Linked DNA regions of Mus musculus: regions 1, 2, 4 and 5 are each linked to region 3. A link is a contact called in public Micro-C and promoter capture Hi-C data. All regions are on one chromosome and are shown on one strand. The core of a region is the stretch at or near the end of the contact, and the rest is flanking DNA. Distances in the headings are between cores, read along the strand shown. Region 1 holds the start of Hip1 (huntingtin interacting protein 1). Region 2 overlaps Ssc4d (scavenger receptor cysteine rich family, 4 domains). Region 3 holds the start of Fis1 (fission, mitochondrial 1). Region 4 holds the start of Rhbdd2 (rhomboid domain containing 2). Region 5 holds the start of Pom121 (nuclear pore membrane protein 121).

Region 1 (4,809 bases), core at 1,962-4,461, 1.4 Mb before region 3:
TGCACCAAGTGTAATCACTGAGCCACCTTCCCAGCCCTGTGTTATCTTTAGTTTACAGCTGGGAAACTGAGGCTTAGGAAAGTCAGACTGTCTGCCTGAGGGCTCATGGTTCCATACGTCAAAGCACATCACCCAGTGCTTGGCCCCCAAACTGAGACGTCTCCTGTGGGCTGGTGATGGGGCTCGGTTGGGAGAACGCTTGCCTAGCATACATGAAGCGTGGCTTCCATCTCCAGCGCTGCCTAAAGCCAGCCACCGTGGGACACTCCTGCAATCCCAGCACTCAGGGTGGATGCAAGAGGATCAGGGGTTTGAGATCATCTTTGTCTTCATAGCTAGTCTGAGATCAGCAGAACTGCACGAGACTCTGTCTCAAGGCAAAAGGAACTGAAGAGAACTCAGTTATCTTCCGGGGATGCTCAGGACTCAGAGGTAGCTGGGATGTGGTTAAAGGTTGGGACCACTTCCAACTGTGTTACCCTGCAAGTTATTTAACCTCGCTCGGTAGGCCTCAATTTCCTCTAAGCAAAATGGGGTTGATAACCACTCCATCAGCTCTTGAGAAGATTAAAGATACCAAATCAAGGACTGTACTTAGAGGACCTCCAAACATAGTAGTTAGCTACAATTATTATAAAACCCACGCTGATTCTCTTAGTCTCTGAAGACACCAGTGTGTTTGTTTGTTTGTTTGTTTTAATTTTTGGGTTATTGAAATTCTGATTGAGATAGAGTCTCAATATGTATAGCCACAGTTCGCCTGGAACTGCTACTTAGACCACACTGCCTTGCAAGGATCCTCCTGCCTCTGTCTCCCAATGAAAGTTTGAGGGCCAGCCTGGTCTACACAGCTGAGTTCCAGGCCAGCCTGAGCAACATAATAAGATTCTCACTCAAATAAAACAGAACAACAGCGACAAAACAAACAAATTAAAAACAACATCAACAACAAAACAAACAAAAAACTCAGCACTCAGGAGGCAGGAGGACCTCTGTGAGTCTGAGGCCAGCCCGGTCTATAAAGTGAGCTCCAGGACAGCCAGGACTGTTACTTAGAAAAACCCTGTCTTGAAAAACCAAAAAGAAAAAAAGGGGGCTGGGGGGAGACTTCCACAACTGAAAAGCTCTGCTATAGAATATCTCAGTGCTCTCTCTCTCTCTCTCTCTCTCTCTCACACACACACACACACACACACACACACACACACACACACACATACACACGGCTCATAACAAGTGTTCTACAGAAGGTAAAACTAGACACTGCCTACCAGTCTTCCTGTTGGGCAACTAGGAAAAATGTTACTTATGGCTGGAAACATTCAAGTGCCTCAATTCTATCACTCTGTATTAAGTTCAAACTAAAAAAAAAAAAAAAAAAAAAAAAAAAAAAACATTTTAAAAGTGATTTTGGGTGTATGTATATGGAGGGGTATTCATGGCACGGCTTGAGTATGGAGGTCAGCAGACAACTTGGACAAGTTGGTTCCCTTCCTGGGATGAAACTCAGGTGGCCAGACTGGTTGGCAGGAGCCTTTACCCCTTAGCCACCTCCGCTGGCCGTAAGCTCAAACTTTTATGTCTAACTTATTGCCTCAGTTTTAAGTCGGATGCTATAAAATAGCTCCAGTTTATTTTCTTCTTTCAGTTTAAAAATAAAAGAGGTTGGGGGGGGATATGAAAACTTTTTTTTCTTTTTTTCTTTTTTTTGGCAACAACGCCCAAGGTTCAAAAGATCTGAGAAATTTAAAAAGCTCCAAACTCTATAGACATTGAGAGGTAAGTGGACGGTGGTCTCTCTTTCCCCTCCCGGGGTACAACTACCCCATTTCCCCCCTCAGACACAAGAAGTGGACCCAGGGGTCTCAGAAACAAGAGGTGGTGTAAAGTCCCCTGGGGTGAAAAGGCTTTCTTCCGAGCAAGGTCCATTTATAGAACACACAGGCCCTCCCTATCTCTTCCATCTTTCCTACTCACAGAACACGACAGGGGACCTGCCTCTGGCTGAAGTCAACTCAGATCTTCAAAGTAGAACTCGGAGAGCCAGAGTAGAAGAAATCTACCGGCCCGGCATCCGCAGTGGGATCCGAGGAGTTGTACTCTCAGAAACAGATTTTACATACAGATGAACTGATGACTACACACCCCGAGCCTCACAACTTGATTCAGTCCGATCAATACAGCATGCATAAAAGCCTGAGGTAAAACTGGATAGTGGCTTTTTGTTGATAACTGCGGTGGAATTTTGGCCATCTGCCCTGGTCAGACCAGACAAATAAGGCAGGCGGTCTGCTTATTAGCTGTCAGGCATATTTTGGAGGGTGAAAGCAAAACCTCAAATCAGGAGTCTGAGTATCACTGGACAGCTTATGCCGGCACGCAAAGCTCTGACAATCCAAGCGCCTCAATTCCTACCCCAGGCTGCGCGTCCCCGTTCCTCCAAACCCCCGGGCCATTTTACAAGTTGGACCACACTTCACATTTCTTACGGTCCTTCCCATCACTCAGACCCCTTTGGCCCAGCCTCTGAGGCCAACAGCTGGGGCTGCTGAGAGCCAAGTTAGAGGCACCGTTGAGCGAGATGCTGGGAAGTGTAGGGAGAGTCAATACTAAAGTAAGGCGACCAGAGCCACCCTTCACACCCCCACCTTGGCGTTCCCACACTTGGCAAAAACCAAGCGACTTCCAAGTGCTTCCCCTATCCAGGAGCACCCTTCCGTCAGTCCCCTTTCAACTCCCTTTAGCCTCCCTTGTGACCCCTGATGGTGCTCACTGAGACCGTCCCCTCAGCCGCAGGAATCTGCAGTTCCCCAGAGTGCACCCCGACCCCTATGCCAGTGGAGATGCCCAGGTAGATCCCGAACCTCCCTGGGACCCGCCTAGTTCCCTACCCCAAAATGATTCCGATCGCAGCCACCTTGCCTAATTCCTTCCCGAGTCTGCAAGTCCCACTCCCTTCCAAGCCTCTCTTGCACCCTGCATCACTCCAAGTGCCCCAGGGATGCCCCAGGGTTCTCGAATCTCACCTGAGTCCGCTCGAAGCTCTCGCGCTCCGCAGCCTCCATCCCAGCACCAACTCCGCGGCGGCTCAACACTTTGGGCAGCGGGTTGGATACCTGCTTCATGGAGCTGGCCATTCGGTCCATGTTGTCTGGGTGAACAGAGTCAGGGGCCCTCGGCCGCCCCGGGATCCCCGCGGAGCCTCCCGCCCCTCCCTACCCGCGGGGATCCGGCGCTAACGGGGACAGATTCCGTCTTCCATTGGTTGACAGCGCTGTCCATCTCCCTCAGAACCCACCCCATGTTTCCAAGAGGCTTTTCCCCACACCCCTCTTCCCACTTCGGAGGCGCTCCGCTCACTTCACCCGCTGCCCGCCTCAGGGCGGTCCGCATACTATGACTGGTCTGAAGGTTTGTCCATTATCATTAGTGGGCAGGACCTGGTGGGCTGCTGTCCTAACCTGCCCCCTAGGCTCCGCCCCATAATCGATGCACCGCCTTCCAGGCCTCTACATGCACTGTCATTGGTCTGAAGACTTATCTGTCAACAGGCTGGCTTGATGGGCTGCCCTAACCTTTTCTTGTTGGCTCCACCCTACATCCGTCACTCTTCCTTTGTTCCCACCCCCCAGGACCATAAAAGCACTATGATTGCTCTGAAGGCTTGTCCGTCATGCTAGTGGGTGGGGCCTGGCTGCCACAGACCAGCCCTTGCTGACTCCACCCTACTTCGAAGCGCCACCTCCTGGGCCCTTCTCTGCTGCGGGTTTCTGAGCAGTAGGACCTGCGGTCCAGCCGGCGCCACGAGTTCCCGAGGGGATGGAAAGGCAGATCAAGGGAAGCATGGCTGCACACCATGCTTCACCGGCTTGCTGGGGAACTCTGCGTCAGTGTGGACCCGCGATGGCGGCCTTAGTGGTCCTCGAAGTCCCCTCCTCGTGCATTCCTTTCTGCCCGTTCTGGAGGACCGTTCTGGAGGGTCCCCAAATACTGGCCTGTGATTGCGAGGATCTCCCCAGAGCTTTCCAAACTTTGCTTCGTTCTCACCTTATCTCGGTAGAAACCCCAACAGATGCTCTTTGTTCAACTATGGTAGGGTCCACTCCTCCCATCCTGTTCTGGGAGCACCTACAGACTGGGAAGTGCTCCTCAGCAAAGAAAAAAGTTACAGGTTCTTCACTAACAGAACTAGTGGCACCGTTAAGCATTAAGCAATTTGATGGTGCTATCCATCTAGCTCTGCAATAGAAGCCAGTACAAGTCTCACTTGTACTAGGCAATGTTTTAATTAATGACAATATCAAACTCACTATGTCGCTGAGTCCCTTGAATCCCTGAGCCTCTTGCCTCTTCCATTCAACTGTTAGGATTATAGGCGTGGGCCTCTAGGCTTGACTTTCCTTTAACGTTTTACACACATTTTGTACCTGTGTGTATGTGTGGGACTGTGTTCATACGGCAGCACTCTGTGGAGGTCAGAAAGCAAATTAGATTCTGTTCTCTACCGTGTGGACCCCAGGATCTGACTTGAGTGATAGGCTTAGTGTAGCAACCTACCCACTGAGTGGTCACACCAGGGATGCTCTTTAAAAACAGTGTTTCAAGACGGGTGGTGATGGTCCACAGCCTTAGTCTCAGCACTCAAGAGGCAGAGGCAGATGGATCTCTGAGTTCAAGGCCAGCCTTGTCTATAGAGTGAGTTCCAGGACAGCCAGTACTGCACACACATGCACACCTACATGCACAAAGATAATATTTCACTAAAAAGTTGAGATTGGCTTTGAACTCCCAGAAATCCTGCCTCAGCCT
Region 2 (5,012 bases), core at 644-3,143, 1.0 Mb before region 3:
ACTACAGCTTCTTCATCAGGCCTTCCTATCCAGCGAAAAGGAAGCCAATGACAGTGCAAAAGACTCAAGTCCCTATTGCTCTGTAGCTCACAGTGGGGCAGGTCAATCCTGGCTCTCTGCATGTTTCTCCATCTGCCCAGATTGAGTTATGTCAAACTTGCTCTGGTCTGGCAGGGCCAATCTTTTTTTTTTTTTTTTGTTTCTTTTTTTTTTTTTTTCTCGAGACAGGGTTTCTCTGTATAGCTCTGGCTGTCCTGGAACTCACTCTGTAGACCAGGCTGGCCTCGAATTCAGAAATCTGCCTGCCTCTGCCTACCAAGTGCTGGGATTAAAGGCATGTGCCACCATGCCTGGCTGGCAGGGCCAATCTTAAGACGACAGACACTCGGTCAGGGTGATGCTACACATAGAATTTGCTGTGGTACAGCAGGCTGTGTTAAAATCCTCAGTCTAACCCACCTGAGGTAGCTCACATCTATAAAACCAGCCACTGGGAAGATGATGGGGGTGGAAACTGCTTGAGGTCAGCCTGGACTGAAGTGTGAGATCCTGTCTCTGAGGCAAGGGAGTTCAGAAGTCTGCGTTCATTTCTGGCTACACAACACATTTCAGGGCAGCATAGGCTACATTGTCTTGTTTCAAAACAAAACCACAACCACAACACCCCTCAGTTTATTGTTCATGTTTGCCAGAGGTGGGGAACCTTTTCCAATTCTTTAATTGGTTTGTTTTTGAGACCATGTCTTATGTAGCATAGGCTGGCCTTGGATTAGCTGTATAATTGAGGGTGACCATCTGTCTCCACCCCTGGGACTTTAGGCATGTGACAGCCACCACACTGAGGTTTGTTTTCTTCCCTTTTTAGAAATCTATTTTCTTTTTGTAGTTGCTGATTTAAAAAAAAAAAAAGACATTTTAATTGTGTGTGTGTGTGGCCACATGGCCTCACCTTTACCTGTGGAACCCTTTCGCTGACCCAAACTGAGTTGGGGACTGAACCTTGGACTTTCTGAATGCTTGGACAGAGCTCTACCAGCTGAGTTACACACCAGCCTCCTTAATCTTGATTTATTTTAGATGTTTTTTACCCCATAGTGCCACCACACCCTATTCCAATTCTGGTTTTATTGTGAACCGGTTTTACAATTTCAACAGTCCTTTGTGGGTTAAATGTCCTCTGTGAAAGCGTCGCATGCCTTTCATCTCAGCAAGCAGGTCTTTGAGTTTGAGGCCTGCCTGGTCTACAGACTGAGTTCCATCCAGGGCAGCCAGCGTCATACAGAAAAACTGTTTCGAAAAAAACAAAACCAACCAAATGGTCTTTTATGAAAATATCAGTAGCTTTAGGATATAGCTCAGTTGGTCGAGCGTTTGCCTAGCGTAAGTGAAGTCCTGGGTTCCTCAGAATTGCATAAATGAGCAGGGGTGGCACGCACCTGTAACCCCAGTTGGGTGGGCAGAGGAAGAAATAAAATTAAAAAAACTCAAAGTCACCTTTGGCAAGCCACCCTGAACTGCATGAGACCTTGACTAAAGCATTTTTAAAAGGGGTGAGGGGGTGGGGTGGTGAGGAGAGAAGCAGCCTTGTGGCGCAGAGGTTGTTGTTGGTAAATACTCTTTGTAATCCGCAAAGGTCCGCGGGGACTGAAAATGTCGCCTAAACTACAGTGTCTTGGGAATGGTTGACCTTCCTTCCCTTGTATGGGCTGTACCGGGGACTCAATTCCTTTGTCAGACCAAACCTAGAACTCTGCACAAAAAAAAAAAAAAGACCCGCCCCGAGGCATGGAAAGGTCTCGAAGAGCGTGGCCCCGCCCCTGCCCCACCTAACCAGCAACCTTCCGTTTGCTGCGACTGGCTGAACCAGTTTCAAAGCTACCCAATCAAAATCCTTCAGTAAGATAGAGGCGTGGCTTCAGTTCCGACCCAGGGCGGGCTCTCCTCTGAGCTCCTGCGGTGACTCAGCAGGAAGGCGTGAGTTATTGGGGCCCGGAAGGGCAGGGCTACGTCACGTCCTACCCTGTCCGCCCCGGCCGTCGAGGCTTACGGGGCTCCAGTGGGAATCCCAACACCTGGACTCTGTTGGTTTTGTTTTGTTTTGATGACCCAGAAAAACCCTGGACCTTTCACTGATCTTTTGTTTCCTCCGTTTGCACAGTGGTTAAGAACACTTCCCGGAGCAGTGCCTGAGTGGGAAGACCCTGGAAGTTTGGAGTTTGACCTTACAGGAAGTCAATCCCAGTTGCCTCGTTTTTTTTTTTTTTTTTTTTTTCCCCTCTTCTCTTTTTGCTAATCCATCAATCCTCAAGGTTTGGCTCCCATTCGAGTTGTCAGGCAGGTGTGACAACAAATACACAAGGGAGGCTAGCCTGCTGCACTTCGAAAAACTCACCAGAACTTAAAGTCATCCTCAGGAACGTAGAGACCAGGACATAGGGTCCGGACGATGGTATAGATGATGAGGGGCCAAGCTGGCGTGATGGCTCAGCAGGTATCAAGAATCTGGTACCCGCATGGAAGGAAAGAATTCCTGTGACATGTACCACACATGTACTCAAACATGCATGCATTAGCCTTTTTTTTTTTTAAAGTAAGAGGGGCCTAGAGAGCTGGCCCAGCAGTTAGGGCACTTGCTCTTGCAGAGCCCCTGAGCTCAGTTCCCAGCACCCACGTGGTGTGGTTTACAACCATCATAACTCCACTACCAGGGGCTCCAACGCTTTGTGACTGTGGTGAACACAGGGTATACACGTGGGCAACATTCAGCCATGTATGAAAACATTTATACACAGATGCAGAGGTGTTTCAGTGGGTAAGAGCAATCATTGTACAAAGTTGGGGACCCAAGTGGGGATTCCAGCACCCAGGAGTAAAACCTGAGTGGCCAGGAATGCCTATAACTCTGGTACTACGGAGGGCAGAGACTGGATGACTTCCGGAGCTTGCTATCCTTTAGCCTAACTCAGCATTTGAGGAGAAAGCCTGCACCCAGGGGATCTGCGTGTGATAGAACTGGACGCCCTGTATCATCATCATCACCATCACTACACACAGGCACACTCAGTAATAAATCTTTGCGGGGTGGGGGTGGGGGGTAGGGAACCAGAATTGGAGTTTGTAGCTGTGGCTCAGTGGTCGAGTACTTGCCTTCCATGATTTAGGTCCTAGGTGGGTTTTGTTTTTTTGTTTTTAAATATTTATTTATTTATTATATGTAAGCACACTGTAGCTGTCTTCAGACACTCCAGAAGAGGGCATCAGATTGTTGTTATGGATGGTTGTGAGCCACCATGTGGTTGCTGGGATTTAAACTTAGGACCTTTGGAAGAGCAGTCTGTGCTCTTAACCACTGAGCCATCTCACCAGCCTAGGTTTAATCCCCAGTCCTACCACAGCAAAACAAAGCAATCAAACCAACCCAAGCAAGCAGGAATGGAGTCTAAAGGAAGCATCAGAGAACAGCAAAGGCATAAAGAGGGCAGCAATGAATGAGAACAAAATATAACAACTCACACATGAAAATGGATGCCAGCTCTCAGGAGGCAGAGGCAGGCAGACCTCTGAATTTAAGATTAGCATGGTCTATAGACTGGGTTACAGGAAAGCCGGGGCTATACAGCAAACAAACAAACAAAACCAACCTGTCTTGAAAAACTAAAACAAAAAGCAAACAAAACTAATATAGAAATTCATAGGCAGAGAAAGTGGAGAGGGTAGTGTGGCCTTTCTAGAAGTTCAGGCTGCTTTAAACTCCTAATCCACCTGCTTAAGCATGTACGTGCTGAATTACAGATCTTTGCCACCACTAATTCAGGCAGGGTCTCCCAGCAACCCCTACCCCCAGGTATCTAGTAGTCTAAGCTGGCCTTGAATGGTTATGTAGTTGAGGATAGCTTTGAACTCCTGATCTTCATTCCTGTGATCCCTTTAAAGAGGGAATATCACAGGTTGACCAGAGGAGGGTTGTTTTGTTTTGTTTTTTTCCGTTTTTCTGCCATTTTATTTTCTGGGCCTATTCAGTCAGCTTCTCTCACTCTGCAGCTCTGGCTGGCCTGGAACCCCACCCCACCCGCAGAACGCCCTTCTTCGGCACCCCGAGCACCGGCATTACAAACATGCACCATCGTGCCCTACTGCCTCTCCTTTCCTGGATCTAGATTTGTGTGTGTGTGTAGCCCAATGGAGGATGACCAGACACTCCACTGAGGAGCCTGAGGCTTGCCATGGTGAGTCAGCATTTCCCGGCCGTGATGGGCTCTGGAGAACTGGATGATGCTGCTCTTGGACCACAGCCTTTCATCGCCATGCCAGTTTTCTCCAGAAAGTCCTTCCTGGAGTTTTTCCAGTAGCCATGGTACAGGTTCTCAAACAATGACCTCAGTTAAAAGACTGGGGGAGATAATGCTTTATTGACTTGGCACCTAAGGACAGTGGCTATGGGCCTCCAGGGTTCTTTGTTACTGCAAAATGGAGGCTCTGTGCTGGGGGGGGGGGGGCAGTGGAAATCAGAGAAGCTGCAGGAAGGGCTCCTCTGGTCCCTGTTTTGGCCCCTGCAGCCCCCTTGTTCAGCGGAGCACCATCTGAGTCCAGGTCCTCACCCAGCAGGGAAGGTGATGGCCTGGTTCTTCTGCAGTCCCCTGCCAGTCTATAGAAAAGAGCACCCCAACCCCTTTGTCTCCCCACTTTTAGCAGGAGACCAAGAGAGGTCACGGTAAGGGTTTGAAGGCATTTACAGACAGCCCAAGCCTCATGGATGTGGGTGCAGAAGGGAAGGATTGGGGGTACTATATGAGTTCCCCCAAAGAGAAGTGGGTTATTCTCTCACATTTTCTGATTTGGCTGAGCAAAACATTGCTATGTTCACTGTATTGGGCCTTCCGCAGGTGATAACAGTCTCGGGACACACAGTAAGAGGACTCGGGCAGGTACTGCATCTCTCCCATGCACGGGGAGAAAGGGGTACCAGGAACCCGAGCTATCATAGGAAGGCATCCTGGGAAAGGACAGGCAGT
Region 3 (4,522 bases), core at 709-3,208:
TGCTTTTCATTTTTAAAAAGATCTACTTTGTATGTACAAATGTATGTGCTTCTGTGTACATGTCAGGTGCCCACAGAGGCCAAAGGCACCCGATCCCCAACACTGGAGTTCTGGGAGGTGGTGAACCACCTGACAGAACTGGGAACTGAGCCCAGGGCTTCTGGAAGGGCAAACAAACAAACAAGCAAAGAGTTGCCAGGATCATGATGTCTCTCCGTGGTAATAGAAACCCTAAAACACCATGTCAGGTAGCTCATGACTACCTGTAACTCCAGCTCCAGGGCGGGGGTGGGGTGGGGTGGGGGGATCCAACACGCTCTTCTGAGGTCTAAGGTGTATCATCTTAAGGGATCAGGGTTTTTGTTGGTTCATTTGTTTGTTTATTTATTTTTAAAGATTTGTTTATTTATTTTATGCATGTAAGTATAAGTATACTGTCACTGTCTTCAGACTCACCAGAAGAGGGCATCGGATCCCATTACAGATGGTTGTGAGCCACCATGTGGTTGCTGGGAATTGAACTCAGGACCCCTGTAAGAGCAGTCAATGCTCTTAACCGCTGAGCCATCTCTCCAGCCCAAAATACAGCATCTTATGTGCTATTTGTAGGGGGAGAATGGCCCAAAGTAGCTAAATTAGACAACGTTGGCAACGAGAACACAGGATACCTCAGACATACACGTCTATCTAAGGACGAATAGCCATAGGCCAGGAAGAGAGTAGGATCCCGACAAACTGCAACCCTCACTCCTGTGAGGCCCAGGCCCCAGCCTCAGACCTTGCCAAGTCTGCCTGTGGACAGTGACACAGAGCTGACATTCCTTTTGCCCTTTCACCCAGGCCTCTGAGAAAGCCTTGGATTGTCTGGCTCCCAAGAAGAGTTCCTACCCCAGGCTGGACTCCAACTTGCTAAGCCAAGGATGATCTTAAACTTCCTCCTCTTCCTGCCTCCACCTCCCAAGCGCTAGGATGAAAGCCTGCATGACCATTCCCCCTCCCCACATTAGATGCATAAGGATAGGAGTTTTCTTTTTCTCAGTGCCAATCCCTGTACTTAAATAGTGACCGACACTTAGGAAATGCTCAATCAAAAATGAATGAATCAACCAATAAGCAACGGCAGGGCTAGAAGATAGATGTTCTGAATAGCAAAGACGGCAGGCACATGCAGAGTGCCTGTGATTACTGGAGGTTTCAGAATCATAGGGCAAGGGACAGCGAGTGTGCTGGCTAGTCCTCTGTCAGCTTGACACCCAAACTAGAGCTCTCTCAAAGGAGGGCCCCTCAATTGAGAAAAATGCCTCCATGAGATCTGGCTCCAAGGCATTTACATAACTGGGGGAGGACCCAGTCCATTGTGGGTGGTACCATCCCTGGGCTAATGGTCCTGGGTTCTATAAGAGAGCAGGCTGAGCTGGGTGGTGGTGTGTGCCTTTAATCCCAGCAATCAGGAGGCAGAGGCAGGCGGATCATGTGACCCAAGTTTTCCCCTTATAGCTGGAACCCAGGCAGTTGTGAGCTATGTGGGGTCTGGCAACAGAACATGAGAGCCATCCATGGGCCTTTAACCCTGGACTGTGTTTCCTGGGTTTTCTTCAGAATCCTATTAAGAATGGCTGTCCACTATGGTCATGTGACCCAAGTTTTCGGAGGGGGGAGGTGGGGGAGTGCGTGGAGCATGGAGAGGGTATAGCTACCAATTCCTCTTGCTTTATGAGAGACTGAGCATCTCTTTGTGAGAGACTACACTGAGACCCTCCGGCCCCTGGTACTCATTAGGATTTTATTGCAAACATTGAAGATAATCCAGGGTCCTAGAGTGAGGGGTTCTTACACTGGTTCCTAGGATAATGTGATGCAGGGAGGATCTAGGACATCAGGGGAGTCCAAAGAGAGCAAAGTATCCCAGCGTAGGCACTAGTGCCCCCGCCCGCCCCAAGGCAAAGGAGGAAGGGGCGGGGCCTCCACAGGTCGATGCCGGAAGTGCCTCTCCGCCCCTGCTACTGGACCATGGAGACTGTGGCCCAGTAGAGACCTTAGTGTGAGGCTTTCAGGGGCGGCGGCCATGGAGGCCGTGCTGAACGAGCTGGTGTCTGTGGAGGATCTGAAGGTAAGGTCTGGGACGGAGGAAGGAGAAGGGCAGAATTGGAAAGGGCAGTTCCTGAGGAGAGCTGACTGAGGCTAACCAGTGCCGGTTTCGTCTTTCTTGGCAAGCTGAACTACGGCTCCCAGCAGCCTCTGCGGCATCCTGCTTCTTGTGGGAATCGGCTTCGTGTCCCTAGGCCTGACGGGAATTGTAGCTTCCCGGGTTTCAGCAACTCAGACCTAGGCCTGGGGTCTTAGTGTGATGCAGAGCTGGGAATTTGGGGTACTCGTGTGCAGGGATGGAGTAGTATAGTCACTGGTGTAAATTTTCGCTAGTGTTTAGTTCCTCACGGTGCTATTTTCACCGCATCCTTGTAGCTGTGTTTTCTTTCCTCTCCTAGAATTAAAGTAAGGCAGATCCAGGCCCAAAAGAGTAGGGTGGGACGGGACCAGCGGCCTCAAGGGAAAGGCCATGTAGGAGGTCGTTTAGCTCTGGGACAGTATGTTTACTCTTCAGACACTTGGGGTCAGCTGGTTTGGGAGCAGTGCCTCCAGCTGCCACCAGGTGGCATCTCCTCTTGGTACCACTAGGGGCTGGGTTCACGGACCTTCCGAAGGGGAGGACACAGCATGGGACCCAGGGGTGGAGATGACAGAAGCTTCGGGGTACCAAGATCTACAAGGGAAAGGCGGCAGGGAGGAAAATATGATCTAACTGGGATTCAGACATCAAGTTAGCTGGAGAATGATTGCTGCTCTTTGTTGCTAAATGGTCACTCTTCTCTCTAATGACAGAATTTTGAAAGGAAATTTCAGTCTGAGCAGGCAGCTGGTTCTGTGTCCAAGAGCACGCAATTTGAATATGCCTGGTGCCTGGTTCGAAGCAAATACAATGAGGACATCCGCAGAGGCATCGTGCTGCTGGAGGGTAAGGCGCTGGGCCCCACTTTCCAGCCGCCAGCCAGCCTGACCTCTACTGTGCTTGACCTCACCCCTCCAGGACCCTTTCCAACACAGAACCCTCACCTTACAGCACATTTGTCATTCAGTAACCACCAGTAACTTCACTTGGAGAAAGGGCTAGATTGATTCTCTACGTCCCCAGCATCTGAACAGTCATTCAGATGGAAAATGCTGTAGGAAAAAATGCTCTCAGGCTGGGGAGACTCAGTGCATCCTGTCCAGGCATGAAGACCTGGGTTCAAATCCCCAGCACCCACAGCAGCAGCTGAGTGTGGCCATCCGAGTCTGTATAGAGAGTAAGCTGGAATCAGCTAGAGATGGCTTGTTGCCATCTTAGCCCAGGTTCAGTTGGAGACCCTTTCTTTAGGGGATGCTGTGGAGTGTGAAAGCACTGGCCGTCCTCTGACCTCCATGCTTCCATGTGCACACACACAGTGTACACAAAACACTTCTGGTATAGTTACTAATTGCCGTTAATATAGTGTTTACGTTGTATTGGATAACAGTCATTTGGAAAATTCTAGAGATTTAGAATATCTGAGGGGCTAGTGGTATCAAGGCTGTGTGACCCCAGCACTACAAAGGTGAAGACACAGGAACATAGTTCAGTAGTCGAACATTGACTGTGGAGATAGAGGCAGGAAGGTCAGAAGTTCAAGGCCAGAGTCAGCACATCCTGACCAAATTTGAGGTCAGCCTGGGCTACATGAGCTCCCTGACTCAAAGAACACTGCATCTTTGGGGACTATAGGTGCATTCTATGCAAACACCGTTTAATTTTATAGACGGGCCTGCCGTCTGTGCACTTTGAAGTCTGGGGGCTGTGTTGGCATAGTCCCAGAGGCTGTCAAGGGACGACGCTGGGAACAGAAGACTGCTGTATCATTAGTCAGTTGACTTTGACACAGGACCTCTAACCTGTGCGTCCTGCTTCAGCTACCTCAGTGCTGCGAGTTCAGGGGTGCCGCCAGCTCTGGGGTCTCTAAAAGCAAATACTGTCCCCCTACTTTGATCAGTTTGGACTTTTAGGTTTCTTTTACAGTAGAGCACAGCAGTGGGAGTGGTGTCAGCATTTGAGTCCTGTTTGGAGACACAGTGCAGACCCTGAGGAGACTGTAGCACTGCACAGCTATTTAGTGCCGAAGTGGTGGCTGCCGCACCACGGAACTCCAGCGCTAGAGAGGCTGGGGCAGCCTGATGGGGAGTTTGAAACAAGCCCGGGCGGCATAGTGAGTGCCTATCTTAATACCGTCCTACGGGGATACACACACACAGAATGAAATGAAAAACAAGTCAGACAAGGGTCACTCAGGGAAGATGAGTTATAGGAAAGGGGGGCAGGTTGTGGGCCTAGAGTGGTGATTCACACCTTTAATCCCAGTAGTAGGAGGAGTAGCAGAAGTAGGAGGATCTCTGAGTTTGAGGCCAGCCTGGTCTATAGAGTGGGTTGTAGGACAGCCAGGGCTACACAGAG
Region 4 (4,896 bases), core at 174-2,673, 1.3 Mb before region 3:
GCGCTTTTCAAACTGCAAAAGGCTAAAGCAAAGTTTAGCAAAAGCGTCATGGCGTACGCTCATAGCGCATGTATAGTAGCTCTAGTGTCCCTTCAATTGTCTCCTTCCCCGCCTCCTCTTACTTTATCTCCAGTCCAGCTCCAGAAAGTGCTGGCTCTGTCTTCTTGGCCAATTCAGGCAGGAAGAACCAAGTTTTAATTCTTTCTTTGCTATTGAACTGTATCCCTCAGGGATCCCCATAGACTCAGTTTCCTCTTTGGCAGGACAGAGACAAACACAAGTCTGTGGGAGAATAGGGCTCCGTGGTCCTCACGACGTCATACCATTACAGTGAGAAGGACCCGGCTGAAAGCATAGTTCAGTTGGTAGCATGCTGGAGTCCCTGGGTTCGAGCCTCATTACTGCATAAACTGAGGGAGGTGGTGCACATCTAAAATCCCTGCTTTCTGGAGATGGAGACCCAGAGTTCAGAGTCAAATTTGTGTAAAAGCCAAAAGCAAGAGGAAGAAATGTTTTTCAAGACCCCTCTCCCTCAATGAGGATCTACTAGTAGTTAATGGCTGTTGGGAGGAGAGACATTTGCTCCTGAAAGCGACTTTAATGAAACTCACTGGGTCGCAAAAATTTAAAAAGAAAGAAAGAAAGAAAGAAAGAAAGAAAGAAAGAAAGAAAGAAAGAAAGGAAGGAAGAAAGAAGGAAAGAAGAGAAAAGAAAAGAAACATGGAAGCAAAAGAGAAACTAAGATGGGAAGGCAAGAGGGGGTAATGGAGCCCCGATAAAATATGATCAAAGTACATTATACACATGTAAGAAAATGCCATAATGAAACCATTACTTGGTATAATAAATATAGGTTGATTAAAATTTTTAAAGGGAGCCTTTGAGATGGCTGAGAGTAAAGGTGTTTGTGTGTGCACCTCCACACCTTCTCTCACTGAGCCAAACGCAAATAAAATCTAAAAAAAAAAAGAAAAGAAAAAAAGAAAAATAAAAAGGGCTAAAGAGATGACTCAGTGGGTAAAGGCACTGCTGCCAAGCCTGATTACCCAAGTTCTATTCCCAGGACCCAGAGGTGGAAGGAGATGATAAACTCAACCTTAAGTTTTCATCTACCCTCCACGCGCGTTGCACGCACATGCCCCTCTCTCACACTCAAACAGATGTAATCAAATGTTTTTTTGGTTTTGCTTGTTTGTTTGTTTGTTTGTTTGTTTGTTTTTAATTAAAAATCAAGAAGAAGGAAGCTGAGGTCTAGGCAAGAATACTCCTGAGGCGGCAGCCCGCACAACACCCGTAGGTAAGCTGGAACTACAACTCCCGGCCTCCTTTGGGCGGGTAAGAGCGGAGGACTCCACGGGATTGGGCCTTCCCCCACCCCCACCCCCCCATGGGGCGGTGCTTGAGGAGAGGCCAGTCTTCCGCTGTTGCCAGGGGAGACCGCCGCAAGGAGGCGGAAATTGAGGAGGGAGGCGGGGAGTACCGAGGCCGCACGCTGGAAGGGCTCGCGGCCATGGCGGCCCCGGGCCCCGCGAGTCGCTTCTGGTGCTCGTGTCCCGAGGTGCCCTCCGCCACATTCTTCACCGCCCTGCTCTCGCTGCTGGTGTCGGGCCCCCGCCTGTTCCTGCTGCAGCCGCCTCTGGCGCCCTCGGGGCTGTCTCTGCGCTCCGAGGCCCTGCGCAACTGGCAAGGTGAGAAGAGGCGGGGCGGGGATGGCGCGCTTCCTCAGCCCGCAGACTCCCCGGTCCCTGATCTCCAGCCTCACTGCCAGCCAACCCCAGACCTCCGTGCCCACCACCATTCTCCCCACTTGGAGCTCCAGCATGTCTTGTCCAAAGCCGGATCATTTCCGCCAACTCCTTCTCTACCCACAATCGCCCCCTTCCATGTTACCCCAGATCCATTCATTCTTTGATCTCGAGGGTGAACACACTTCCTAAGCCATTCACGTTTTATAAACACAAACCCCATCTGCTGACGGCCCGAGCCCCACAGGAACAAACCAAACGTTTCTCACCTTTATCGTGACAATTGTCTACTGTCAACCCAATGGATGGCTTTTCCTCTTGACTCTAGAATTTTCTGCTGCGTCTTTACCTTAATCCTGACTCCTAATCCCAGCTCACAGAAGGAGCTGGTAAAGTGTTTGTTTTCTCAGAGGAGAGAAATTTCTCAAACTAATTAAGTCTGGTAATCATCCCTTTGTAAAAGACAGGATTCTTAGTCTTTGTTTCTTCCTCATTCTTTCCTGGGAAATCCCTGTTGCTTCTAACGTTAACAGAGGCCTGCGCGTTCATTTCATGTAATCCTCGCTGTGATTTCATGACAGGCCATATTAAATTGCCTGTTTACCAGAAATTGAGGTTGAATACAGAGATTCGCAGAGCTAACACATCATAATATTGAGATAGGAGCCCCGCACTTTGTTTTTAGTATGGTGATTTAAAACTAGGGCTTTGGGTATATAATCTCCACATCTTTAGATAGAGGTATACATATGTGACACATTATTTATATGCTTGTGTGCACTCTTGTGAAAGTCAGAGGACAACCTGACCGGAGTCTTTCTCTTCTTCCCCCATGTGGGTCCTGGGAATCAAACTCGGGTCTTTGGGATTGGCAGGACCTACCTCAGCCTGTTGAGCCATCTCGTCAGCTACCTAAATCTTAGAGAGTTGTATGTAGAATTTTTTCATATTTACCAGTAAAATTTCAATTTGGGACATATCCAGCAAATAACCAAACTTCTGGAGATATTCTGATAGGATGTAATGGTTTCCTGCTTAAAGCTGAAATTTTCTTTTCCCCCTTTTTTGGATACATGTAGCACTTACAGTCAGCTAAATGCCAGTGTAGACAGGCACGCACTCTTTTTCTTTCTGGGTTTTTGTTTTTTGTTTTTGTTGTTTTGTTTGTTTTTGTTGGTTTTGTTTTTTTGTTTTCGTTTTGTTTACTTTGAAACAAAGGGGCTTGCTATTTATTTACACCAGTATGGCCAGGCTTCATTATGTAGTCCAGGGTAGCCTCAGAGCCATGATCCTCCTGCCTCACCCTTCTGAGTACTAGAACACAGACATACATCACCCATCACCATGCTCACTTAACCATATTTGTCTGAGCATGGGCTCCATGAACAGGCAGAGAAACAGTACCTTTAATGCCAGCACTAGGCAGGCGGAGGCAGGCGGGTCTCTGAGAGTGAGCCCAGCTTGGTCTCCATAGGGAGTTCCAGGACAACCAGGGCTATATAATAAGACTCTGTCTCAAAAAAAAAAAAAAAAGAAAGAAAGAAAGAAAGAAAAGAAATTAGAGCCCTGTAAGTACCTTGCTACCAATCGTGAGAACTGGGGACCTACGTGGTAGAACTTCTGAAGGTTTTTCTCTGATCATGTACTCCCATATACCCACAAATAAAGACATATAAAAATGTAAAGTATGTATGTTAGCCATTACTTGTATTGGGGGGAAGAGTATAAACCAAATATGGCAGACACTTGTAGTCCCAGCACTCAAAAGGCTGAGGCAGGAAGATTGTGAGTTCGCAGCTGGTCTGGGCTACATATCAAAACCTTGTATCCCCAAAAGAGGCTCGATGTGGTGTCTTACACCTATAATCCCAGCCCCCAGGAACCAGCCTAGTCTACACAGCAATGTATACACCAGATAGGGCTGCATAGGGAGACCTTGTCTCACTGCAGAGAGAGAGAGAAAAGGACTTTCCTTGCTATTTTATGGTATATAAATCTTGGCTGCCCCTGTAAAACTCCGAAAGCACTCTTTAAGAAGACCCTTACTTAATCTATGTAATTATTAGTGACAATTTTATAATTTTATGGTCGTTATAATTCATGGTTCCTTTTTTCTTCCCCCGAACAGCCTCTATGGAAGGAGAGGCCAGAATTACAGCTAAGGAGACTGCCACACAGAGTGTTAAGTGGGACCCTCAGCCTACCCTGAAGCTGTCACAATTAATTAACCCTCAGACTGCCTAGTGAGGTAGGTCAGTATTAAAATCTAAACAGAGGAGGGTTGGAGAGATGGCTTAGTGGTTAAGAAGAGAGCTGGCTGCTTTCAGAGGACCCAAGTTTGGTTCCCAGGACTCCACATGGCACAGCTCACAACTGCCTGTGACTCCAGCTCCAGGGGGATCCAACCTCCTCTTCTGGCCTCCACAGGTACCCACATACAAGTAGCATACACAACAGTAAAAACACATCTTTAAAAGAAAACCTAAAACAGGGTTGTAAAGCATTTGTCATGTTCAGAAACCATTCCAGTTTTCAAAAGGTATCTTTTTCACACCTAGAAATTGGTCTCAATAACCTCTGCCTCGGGGCCGGGAAAGGATGGAGACGACATTATATGCTCATGCTTTGAATCATGGGGATTGGTTTTGATAACCAGGGCTCTAGGGCCAGGAAGGAACAGAAACTATATTATATACTTTATATCTTGAATCATGGGCACTTTCCTGTTCTGTTGTTGTGTTTTTGCTTCCTGTTGTGGTTTTTGAGACACGATCCCATGTAGTCCAAGCTGGCTCTAAATTCCCAGTGTAGCCGAGAGTGACCTGGAGTGAGCCGAGAGTGATCTTCCTGTCTACCTCCTGAGTGCTGGCACCATTCCTATGTGAGCAGTCTACAGTGCTAGGGGTGGGCCCCAGGGCTTTGTGCCCGGCTTCAGTTCTCCCTTCCTAGCTGGCCTGGGACCCGGTTGCCCCTGGTTGGAACGCTCAGCCCTGGACCACTAACCCGAACCCATCTTTAGTTTACAGGCTGGTGACCTACATCTTCGTCTATGAGAACCCAGTCTCCCTGCTCTGTGGCGCCATCATCATCTGGCGCTTTGCTGGCAACTTCGAGAGGACCGTGGGCACCGTCCGCCATTGCTTCTTCACCT
Region 5 (4,474 bases), core at 516-3,015, 1.6 Mb before region 3:
CACCAAATTCAACTGACTGCAGAAACAAGAGGCATTAACACTTCTTTCAACCTCTTATTTTTCTGTTAGACAGTGCTGGTAGCAGAAACTAGGGGTGTGTGCATGCTGGACAAAGCACTCTATGACACTAACAGCTCAGACTTTAAATTTCTCTAAGCAGCAGAGAACGTAGCATTTTTTGGCACATTTCTCCCATTTCATCCAAAGGCAGAAAATATCAGTTGCTTAATGGCTGTCTCTACCACAGACTTCATCAAATTAAGAGGGAAACTGGAAACCTTGCCCACATGGGTACTTCAGAAGAAAAGCACATGCAGTTGGGATGTGTAGGAATAGTTTTTTTTTTTTTCCTTTCCCCCAACTAACCACCAATACACAGCAAAAACCAAACATTAACAGGTATTCACCACCTCAACTAAGCAGACTTATCAAGGCCAGTGAAACGTCTTGTGAAGGAGCTTGCTGCCAAGCTGGAGACCCAAGATCAACCTCAAATTCACGTGGAAAGAGAAAAAGGACTCCAGCAAGCTATCCTCTCATCTCCCTGTGAATATGCAATTTAAAAAGAAAAAAATGCTTTTATCCAGAATCCGGGTTGAGTGTAGTGGAGCACACCGGTAATCCCAGCATTTAGTAGGTGAAGGCAGGAGGGTCAGCAATCCAAAGTCACCCTCATGAGTTCAAGGGACAGCTCAGATACATGAGATCCTGTCTCCGGGGGGGGGGGGGGGGGGAACAAAAACCCAAAGGCTGGGGAATAGGTAGAGGGCAAGCTTGCCTGCTATGACTGAAGCTGTGGGTTCTATCCCAGCACAGCATACAACCTGGTGCAAACCTGTAATCCTATCAGTGAACTCGCTCAGAAGACGAGGCAGGAGGATGAGTTCAAGGACAGGCTCAGCCAAAGAACGGGGTTGAGATTAGACAGCCTATGCCATCAAATACCCTCTCTTAAAAAAAAAAAAAAAGAAAAAGAAAAAAAATAAAGAGAAAAGAGAGTAATGGGAAAAGGGAGGGAAGGGCGTAGAGATAAAAAGAAAGGGAAAAGGCAAAGAAAAGAAAAAGGGGAGGTGAGTTAAATCCGATTTACAGGTTGAGCCCTACGTCAAATCCGCGGCCGCAGAGACCCCACCCTGGGAAGATCGCCGGGGCTTACCGGTGGGGCGGCCTCCGGGAGGGTCGCAAAAGCGGGGTGGGGAGCGCGGGGTAGACGTGGTGGACTCGCTGGACCGCCGAGGCCGGAGGCGGGGAGCGTGCGGGTGGGCGGCGCCCCGGCCTCTCCCTTGGGTCCTGCCGGAGGGCAGGCTCGGGCGGGCCGGGCTTGCCCAGGTAGCTGCCCATGAGTAAGAGCTCAGCCGGGTCGGGGCCTCCCAGCGGGCTGCGGGGTTCGCAGAGGCTACCGTTGACTGGTGACTTGGCCGGAGGCGGTGAAGCGGTGAGAGCTGGCCGCGGGTGACGGCGCGCGTCGCGCACGAAGGACGACAGGGCCCTCGGGCCGCGGGGTTCTCGGCTCAGGCCCCACCAGGCCGCGCTCGCCCCCACGGCCAGCCAGGCCAGCGCGGCCGCCGCGGGCACCAGGTAGAGCGCGAGGCCGAGCAGCGCTAGGCCGAGGGCCGCAGCACCCGCCGGTCCTCCGTAGCCGCGGGCCCGGCTCCGGCCTTCCCGTCCGCCCAACGGGGGCCGCCGCCGCTCGCCTCCGTCAGCCGCCGCAGCCGCCGGAGACATCGCGGCTCCGCGCCGCGGAGCGGACTTAAATATCCCAGGGTACACCGCGCCGCGCGCCGCCGCCGACGTCACTGTCGTCGACGCGGCGCGCCGGGTGGAAAGGGGAAACCGCCGCCGCGTGCGGAGCACGGCGCGAGAGCCCTAGTTTGAAAAATTACAGCTTAGGTAGGCGGATCGGTGCACGCCTTGCCTCTCAGAACGCGGGAGGCGGAGGCAAGAGGAGTTCCGTGAGTTTGAGTCCAGCCTGGTTCACAAAGACAGTTCCAGCGCGACATGGAGACATAAAGCCTGTCTCAAAACAGCAAAACTTAAAAAAAAAAAAAAAGAAAGAAAGAAAAGAAGAAAAGTACAGCCCGGTTTTTGACGCTGGAGGTTTCCCTGACGCTCCTGGACTGCAGAGGAGTGATGTTAGAAATCAAGGCACAGAACGGAGATGGGTGGCACGCGCCTGTAATCCCGGCATTTGGGAGGTGAAGGCAGGAGGATCCCGAGTTCTAAGTCAACCTGGGCTACTTAGTGAGACCCTCCCCGTCTAAAACAAAATAAAACCCGATCAGTCAGACCCTGTATTGGAAAAGGCCAATCAGGCCCTGTGTGGAGGCTCACTGTTTATCGCAGCGAGGTCAGTTCCAGGCCTGCTGGAGCAACACAGTGAGACCCTGTCTCAAAATAATTTTTTAAAATGTGTGTTTTGCTTGAATGTATGCTGGGATTACATTCACACCATCACATCTTACACTTGCGTGGAGGTTGAGGGTCAACGGCAAGTGTCTTTCAATCTCCTTTTTTTCTTTTCTTTGTTGTTGTTTCTCGAGACAGGGTTTCTCTGTATAGACCTGGCTGTCCTGGAACTCACTCTGTAGACCAGGCTGGCCTGGAACTCAGAAATCCACCTGCCTCTGCCTCCCAAGTGCTGGGATTAAAGGCGTGCACCACCACCGCCCAGCAAGTCTTTCTCAATTACACTGCACATTATTCTTTGACACAGGGTCTCTCACTAAACCCAGAGCTCACCAACCTGGCTAGGCTGGCTGGCCAAAAAGACCCAAAATCTTTTTGTGCCTACCTCAGTGCTTGGGATTACAGGGGCTCCTACTGTGCTCAAGCAAGCTTGCTCAGCAAGCCCTGTACCAATGGAACCATCTTCCCAGTCCATATTTCCCCCCTTTCCATCCTTCCCTCCGTTCCTCCTTTTGTTTGTTTCTTCTTTTTTTGAGGATGATAGACTGAGAGCTATTCCTCCACAATCAAGAGTAAGATAAGACTAGACTTGGGGAGGGAAGGCTAGATGGATGAGGGAGAAGCGGGGAGAGGCAGGGATTAGAGTTTAGAGACGATGCATATTGTTAATAAAACTAGCTGAACTGGTAAATGACAGTGAGTACAGTGGGCACTGGTGATAGTTAAGAAACAGGGTGGTCCTGCTCAGTGCCATTCTTAGTTTCTGAGGTGTAATCCAGTAGGGGTTTGTTGTGTATCGGCCACTAGAGGGCAGTCCCAGGCTTATCCATTAAAGCACAAACACACACAGCCTTATCTGTCCACCTTGGTTTTATGCAGTGGTTCTCAACCTTCCTAATGCTTTAACCGTTTTATTCAGTTCTTTATGTTGTGGTGACATCCCCCAACCCCCAAACTATAAAGCTACCTCCTAAGTGTAATTTTGCTACCGTTATGATTTGTAGTGTAGATGATGTTTTCTCGATGGTCTTGGGGTGGAGGGGTCAGTACCCACAAGTTGAGAACCACTGGCCTTATGGTCTCACTGAAGCACTGCCTAAAGGACACACGACCAGGCTACCCGACGCTTGTACTTGTCCTTTGAAAATCGTAGTTAGGGCTAGAGAGATGGCTCAGAGGTTAAGAGCACTGACTGCTTTTCTAGAGGTCCTGAGTTCAGTTCCCAGCATCCACATGGTAGTAGCTCACAACCATATGCAATGGGATCTGATGACCTCTTCTGGTGTGTCTGGAGACAGCAACAATGTGCTCACATAAGTAAATAAATCTTTTTTTTTTTTTTTTTAAGAAAATTGTTAACAAAACGGCAAAGTGAGTCAAGTCTGCTGGGAATCCCAGCCTACTCCTTCAGTCTCCCCCCCCCCCCATTTCCCTACAGAGAGGGAGTGAACAGAACTGAATGCTCCTATTTAGGAAGTAGAGGCAGGAGAATGAACAGGGCAAGGCCAGGACAACCTGGGTTACAGGACACCCTGCCTCACCCTTCTCCCCAAAGGAAGGTTGGAGAGATGCTCACTAGGTTGGGGTTTGTCCACCTGACACAAACCTAGGCATGTCTGGGAAGAAACCTCAACTGAGAAAATGCCTCCATCAGGTTGCCCGCAGGGTATTTTCTTGGCTAATGATTAAGGTGGAAGAAGGCCCAGACCGACGTGAGAGGTGCCACCTTTGGGCAGGTTGTCCTGAGGATGGATGGATTATAAGTGTGTGTGTGTGTGTGTGTGTGTGTGTGTGTGTGTATGCCTGTGTCTGCGTGCGTGTGTTTGTGTGTGTGCGTGCACTGTGAAGAGCAAGCAGCTTTCTTTTACCGTCTCTGCTTTAGTTCCTGCTTGCTGAATCCCTTCAATGACAAACTATGATGTAGAAGTGTGAGCCAAATAAAACCCTTCCCCCACACCCCCCCATGTGATTCCTGGTCATGCTTTGTTCCTCTCACAGCAACCAAAACCCAACCTAGTAAGTTTGCTTTACTTTCATCGCTAGAACCCAGGTTAAAGCCCAGTTGCTG

Evidence for each region. Promoter capture Hi-C pulls out the DNA fragments that hold promoters and counts their contacts. A called contact is a pair of places that touch in the nucleus more often than the background predicts. Capture Hi-C pulls out chosen DNA fragments and counts their contacts.
Region 1: a promoter capture Hi-C map of pre-B cells shows a contact between it and region 3, with 4 times the contacts expected there. The contact joins the promoter of Hip1 here to the promoter of Fis1 in region 3. A contact is called at or near these places in 1 of 39 promoter capture datasets (pre-B cells) and 1 of 484 Hi-C or Micro-C datasets (B cells).
Region 2: a Micro-C map of embryonic stem cells shows a contact between it and region 3, with 3 times the contacts expected there. The contact joins the enhancer-like site here to the promoter of Fis1 in region 3. A contact is called at or near these places in 3 of 484 Hi-C or Micro-C datasets (B cells and embryonic stem cells), 3 of 115 datasets of contacts at active chromatin or transcription factors (embryonic stem cells and large pre-B cells) and 1 of 9 other capture datasets (adipose tissue).
Region 4: a contact with region 3 is called in a promoter capture Hi-C map of liver, with 2.6 times the contacts expected there. The contact joins the promoter of Rhbdd2 here to the promoter of Fis1 in region 3. A contact is called at or near these places in 3 of 39 promoter capture datasets (the C10 cell line, liver and pre-B cells), 1 of 115 datasets of contacts at active chromatin or transcription factors (kidney) and 1 of 9 other capture datasets (liver).
Region 5: a contact with region 3 is called in a promoter capture Hi-C map of pre-B cells. The contact joins the promoter of Pom121 here to the promoter of Fis1 in region 3. A contact is called at or near these places in 2 of 39 promoter capture datasets (liver and pre-B cells) and 1 of 484 Hi-C or Micro-C datasets (B cells).

Annotation. Positions count from the first base shown.
Region 1 is chr5:135,541,911-135,546,719 of GRCm38.p6, forward strand. Hip1 (huntingtin interacting protein 1) reads right to left here and starts at 3,212. Exons shown (of 31, transcript NM_146001.2): 1 at 3,027-3,212. The coding sequence starts at 3,146.
Region 2 is chr5:135,955,833-135,960,844 of GRCm38.p6, forward strand. It overlaps Ssc4d (scavenger receptor cysteine rich family, 4 domains), which reads right to left. Exons shown (of 11, transcript NM_001160366.1): 11 at 4,391-5,012. Among named protein-coding and RNA genes, the nearest start is that of Ssc4d, 16 kb to the right of the region's middle. Within about 2 kb of position 1,894, at least 388 of the 459 cell types and tissues checked have an H3K27ac peak or open chromatin away from gene starts, as enhancers often do. A contact at or near this core is called in B cells, adipose tissue and embryonic stem cells, where this site is marked.
Region 3 is chr5:136,960,119-136,964,640 of GRCm38.p6, forward strand. Fis1 (fission, mitochondrial 1) reads left to right here and starts at 1,959. Exons shown (of 5, transcript NM_025562.3): 1 at 1,959-2,110; 2 at 2,881-3,013. The coding sequence starts at 2,066.
Region 4 is chr5:135,631,231-135,636,126 of GRCm38.p6, forward strand. Rhbdd2 (rhomboid domain containing 2) reads left to right here and starts at 1,424. Exons shown (of 4, transcript NM_146002.2): 1 at 1,424-1,688; 2 at 4,765-4,896. The coding sequence starts at 1,511.
Region 5 is chr5:135,392,781-135,397,254 of GRCm38.p6, forward strand. It overlaps Pom121 (nuclear pore membrane protein 121), which reads right to left and starts at 1,766. Exons shown (of 13, transcript NM_148932.2): 1 at 1,157-1,766. The coding sequence starts at 1,725.